Regions from separate parts of the Sparus aurata genome. Here region 1 is linked to region 2. A link is a contact called in public Hi-C data. All regions are on one chromosome and are shown on one strand. The core of a region is the stretch at or near the end of the contact, and the rest is flanking DNA. Distances in the headings are between cores, read along the strand shown. Region 1 holds the start of slc38a6 (solute carrier family 38 member 6). Region 2 holds the start of pcnx4 (pecanex 4).

Region 1 (2,700 bases), core at 35-2,534, 140 kb after region 2:
AGCAAATCATCACGTTTAAGAACAAGGACAATCAATTATCATAATTAATTGTCAATCGACTAATCAATTAATCAACTAATCACTGCAGCTATTCAACACAACCTAATGAATCTCATGGCTTTTAATCAGAAGATCAAAACCTGCCCATCAAAGTAACATTGGGGCACAGAGGTGTGCAAACTGTCTTCGGCTTTGAATGAAACGTAACATGTTAAACATTAACTATGAGATGTATTTTTCAAAGACACAACTTTGAGAGCTTTGCAGTCAATTCTAGCAAACACATCTGAATCAGATCTATATATGGACAGGTGAAGAATTGAAGAATCAAAACACCTCATAGATTGATGGAGAGACACAACAATTATGTGTGTGACTTTGTACTGCAATCCCTCTGTTGCATTATCGGCCTCTCACCTATGAGGTTCTTGTATGGGAGCTGGTGGTCCCTCAGGTTCATGTGTGCGATGTGTCCCACTCGGCTGAACGACGAGGTCACGTCCTGACCCTGAGGGAGCACAGCCTCCAGCACCTCCTCAGTCTTCAGGTTGTGGTAGGTGAGCTGCAGCTCATAGTGCTGCAGCTCCTCAGAGACACTGAATGACCTCAGAGCCTCGGCTTCAGCCTCGCTGAAGGAGGTTGTTGAGGACACTTTGTGGGGGTCCAACAGCACCAAACGAAAGTCACTACTCTCCTCTTTGTCTTGTACCACTCGGGGAATCCCTGGGCGCTGAATGGCCGACTTTTTCAGGCTCTTGACCACCTTGTTCAAGACCCCAGTGGGCACCCGTAGAGCTGGTACTGTAATGGTCTGTGTGAAGGCCTCTTTGTCCAGAGAGGTCATACCCCGAACCTCTGGAGGTGGTCGGTACAGTTTAGGCTCCATTATGAACTTCACAGCAGAGCCAGAACACGCTGAGACTGGCAGTGTTGCGGCAGAGCAGAGGCTCCGGTACACAGCGACAGCTTTTCCTTGAGTTTGTAGAGGCGTCAAGACTCTGGAGAGGAGCCTGAAACAACAAACCGCAGCTGTAATGAAGCACAAACGTCAAAAACACTTCGCAACTGGCAAATAAGCAAAAACGGGTCATTTTAAGACTAAATTGATTGGTATTTTAGCGATTACTTACGGGAAAAATCACATTCAGAGCTCACCTCAACATCCTTCGTTCGTCTGCATGCTTGATTACGTCATCGGTAGGCGACCAGAGCCGACTGGTGATTGGTCAGCCGAGCAGAGATTCGATCTCTGATTGGGTAGTCTCCCTTCTGACGCGACCGGAAATAAAGTCACATGACCTGGGTGACCAACAACAACAATCGGCAGCTGATAAGTTGATCAGAGGAGAGTTTAAAAGTGATTTTGGACAAGATGGTATCATAACTCTGCAGCTGTGCGTCGTGACGAGAACCGGAGTGAAAAGTCTGAAGCGGTGGAAGTTTATTTAATTTAGTTAGTGTCCGGAATTTTCCGAGAGAAGAAAAATGAGTGTCAATGGACATGCAAACCGAGAGTTGTATACTGAATGCGGAGCCGGGGACACCGAGGGAAACGAAAATACACCTTTATTAGGAAATGTAAGTAGTTGATAATTGCAGAGTGTCTTTCACAGCTAAGAAACACCGCTTCAGTCTAAATATGTGAGCTTCAGCAGTTAATAATGACAGACATCACGTGCTTGTCCCGAGAAAATGTTGAGTTTCCTCTCTACTTCTGCCTCTGTCAGCACTTACAGAGAAAGTCCACTCTAAAAAAAAGGAAATAATTGTATTTGAATCAATTTTCTCCACTGAGGGGTCTGTATTTATATCTGTTTCTTGTGCAAATTAAACTTAAGTCCACTGGTTTTTAGATACCCAGTTTGTTCTTCATAATTATTACCACTCCGCCCATAAAAAAGCTGTTATGTAATATGTTCTGTGGCTCTGTAGAAAGCTCTACACTCAACATTCCTTCATTTTATTTGTACTTATTTGTTTTTATTGGTATTTTTTTTTCTATTTCGCCTTTATTGTGCAAGGATGTCCCAACTGGGTCAAGATCTCTCATAGCAACATATACAGCATGATATACAAATATCCACAATAATATAGGAGTACACATTGTTCTCTCAAGAAAAACAACAGCAAGCCTCCTTCACCACATTCCTGGCAGGGGGGAATGTTTTTTTTTTTCTTTTTTGAGTCTAAAGATCATCAGAGCTAACCTTTAAATGTAACGTATGAGCCTGTTTTCAGATTTTTTTAGAAAGACAACTCTGCATAAGAATGTTAAAATGTCTGAATTCTTAACACAGATACAGAGAAAATTACCCTGGTGTCATCAGCCCAATCAAAACATGTATCGATTGTGTCATCTTCATCAATTCTGATTTTGGTTTTTTGGATTTCATACCTTCAGTAGTGGTTTATTCTGTTAGCTCATAGAGTTTGTGTTTCAAAGTTTTTTTTTCCATCTATCTGTCTTGAAGTCTATCTATAAGTCATTGAAAATGTCTTTATATTCCAGTAAAGTCTTCATAGGCACTGTCAGTTGATCTACTATTCATTATCTGCAGAGTAGCTTCACCATTTGACTGTAAGAGACGCACACATGAAGTTGGTCTTAATTATGTTGAACAAACGAGTAAATGATGCAGATAAAAAGTCAATATAAGGAATTTGTAAGTATATGAACCACATGTGCACATTTTGGCTGGA
Region 2 (2,700 bases), core at 89-2,588:
ATGTTGAGCATGCCACAGTATGTTTCTTTTTTTTTGCATATCTGTCAGTATTTTTAACATTAAAATGACATTACCATAAAGACTGTGAATAATTCATCAGTTCTGAGTGAACCCAGATGCACTGCTCTCACCGTCTCTCTCCCCTGCCTCTCTTCGCTCCTCCATGTGAGTAGACCACATGGTTCATAGCTGGTTTAATGGGATGGAATGTGACAGGTTATGTTTTCATCTGCCTGATATGGAGCCCCGCTTGGGCGGGAGGGGAAGAGAGGGTGGAGGAGGGACGGAGAGGGTGGTGGAGAGGGGCGAAGTGAGCGAGTTGGTCTCCATAGTTGTAGTCTGGATTCATAATTAGACATGTTTGAGCTTGTTGTGAATCAGTTATAGATGATGCTCTCTCCCCCATCCCCACCAACACACACACACATAGAAAAACACATGCTCTGTATGGGGCCATTACTGCTGGTCCACTAACTCCCTATATTTGCTGTGTCTGTCCATTCATAGCGCCATTAGTCCAAGACTCTGTGAATAATTGCTGAATGGACCATGGTTTTGCTGCTATCTACTGTGGTTCTCGTGTTGGTAGATGTTGTGGGTGAAGCGAGACAGATGAGAATACTGATCGATGTTTGATGAAGAAGATAACGCTGCATCTTGTGCGATGCTTATCGAAACTTTACGTGCAATATGTGTAATGGTCAAACCACATTATACTCCACATGCAATACACACTTACTAGCTTGTATTAACTTTAGAAGTGTTTCGGGAGAGGTTACAATTACACCAACATCATCACTTGACTTGGGATTGCTGTTGTAAAAATGGAAATGTTCTCGCCACATTCAGCAGCTGATGGCAAACAAGTGCAGGTCATCATCAAAATATAAATTATTTTGTTTTTAAAAGGTGCATATTATGTCCCGTGTTCATTTTTCATCCCCCACAAATACAATCTCTTTTCAAAAACAATCTCGCCATATTGCCTCTCTTGAAATCTGTCAATGAGTTATTGTTGTTGCTTGTCATTTTCCTGTAATTTGTTTCCTGTGCGGCTCCCTAGAATAAAAAACAAAATGAGAAAGTGAATGGGGGGAAAACGAAGATAAAAAGAATGTAGTGAGAGTGACAATTAGGAGGAAAAGGAAAATGCTTTTATTTTGTGTAAACATTTTGGATGAGACGCCTCGCAATAGCATTAAATCTTAACTGCTATTCATTTCTGGACTTATTGAACGTGTGTGTCATTTATCACATTGTTGCAGTCACACAAAGCAGGCTATGTGGTTAACAGGGCAAAAACAAGGTAACAATAACCCAACAATAGGCAAATACCCAATTTTCTTGTAAATTTAACCGGAATCAATTTTCAGAGCGCCGTCAGTTGGTCTGCCTTTTGTTGATGTCGTAGCCAATTTGGTAACAGCTATTTTCATTTCACGGTATTTGCATTTGTTTGTCTCCTTTAACCCTTTATCTCTTAAATCTTAACTCAAATTGATAGTCTTCATCAGGCAACTATAGCAAAAATGGAGCAATGATTGTAAATAAGTGGTGCCGTGGGAGAATTACAAGGTGCAATACATGTTGTTGCGACGGATGGGCTTTTTTTGCTGTGATGGTTTATTGTGTCCTACACAGCGCACAAATTGCTTTTTGAAGATGACAAGGAAACACAACCTCCTGCCTGCCCTTATCCCCTCAACCTCAAGAATAACAACAACAATTTAATCCCCTTGGCTCCGGATTATTATCTTTCTTTGTGTTGATATTGTGGCCTTTTTAGTTGATCACTTCATGATCCTCCTTTTTGCCCTCCACCTCTCTAAGTAATTCAGCCCTTTGGAGAGGCAGACACTTGACCACAATCACTTTCATTATATTGAAATAATAAAATACTTGTAGGATTTGCTCTTTTCGCATAAAGAACACGTTAACAGGGATTTAGAATGTAATATTAATATTTCTAATCCTGTGTCAGTTTTTGGGGTCAACTAGGCGCATTAGATTCAGCATTTAAAGATAGGGGCAAGAAAGAGGTTGAAATATTATTTAGGATCAGGAGGATAAACAACCCATTGGGATGTGTCACTTGACATAATTATATTTGCAAAGAGGGATGGTCTTTTCATTGTTCTGTGGAAACAATACAGAAAAACTGACAACTGTCGTCTAATGTGTCCTGAATTAGATACTCAATGGCTTTTTAATGTGTTCTATTGTTAAGAATGCCAGAAGTTCTGTAAAGTAGTGAATAATTTGAAGCCTCATGAGGACCACCATCATATTTCTGGTGATATTTGTGATATTTGTAATGACCACTCATCAAATGCAGCCAAGAGCTAAAAGAAATATGATTTTCTCTTCAAAATATTAAGTTAAAAAAATCTAACAAAAAACAGTATGTGATCACTGAACTCCTCCTGATCCCTGTTGGTATACAACCAGTGACAGTAAACACAACAGATGTGCACCTCTGCGAGCCATTCACAGCTGATGTGTCCCAGGTTCGGTGCGCAGGTAAAACGCAATGTGTTTAAACTGCAGCATTACACATAGAACAATGTGTGTCAGGCAGAGGTTTGGGCTCAATGTGGTCCTGCATACAGTCCTAGCCGGGGTGCTCTGTGGCTTTGGGAGATGGTATGTGTTCCTTGGCAGACTGACTGCTCTGTACGGCAGCATTGGCATATCCCTGGT

The links. A called contact is a pair of places that touch in the nucleus more often than the background predicts.
Region 1: a Hi-C map of an unstated tissue shows a contact between it and region 2, with 4 times the contacts expected there. The contact joins the promoter of slc38a6 here to the promoter of pcnx4 in region 2. A contact is called at or near these places in 2 of 2 Hi-C or Micro-C datasets (skeletal muscle and an unstated tissue).

The regions. Positions count from the first base shown.
Region 1 is chr16:14,480,914-14,483,613 of fSpaAur1.1, forward strand. It overlaps slc38a6 (solute carrier family 38 member 6), which reads left to right and starts at 1,285. Exons shown (of 16, transcript XM_030391403.1): 1 at 1,285-1,578. The coding sequence starts at 1,486. It overlaps trmt5 (tRNA methyltransferase 5), which reads right to left and starts at 1,240. Exons shown (of 5, transcript XM_030391399.1): 1 at 1,156-1,240; 2 at 418-1,010. The coding sequence starts at 1,163.
Region 2 is chr16:14,343,281-14,345,980 of fSpaAur1.1, forward strand. It overlaps pcnx4 (pecanex 4), which reads left to right and starts at 1,339. Exons shown (of 11, transcript XM_030443397.1): 1 at 1,339-2,700. It overlaps lrrc9 (leucine rich repeat containing 9), which reads left to right. Exons shown (of 32, transcript XM_030443393.1): 32 at 1-1,219.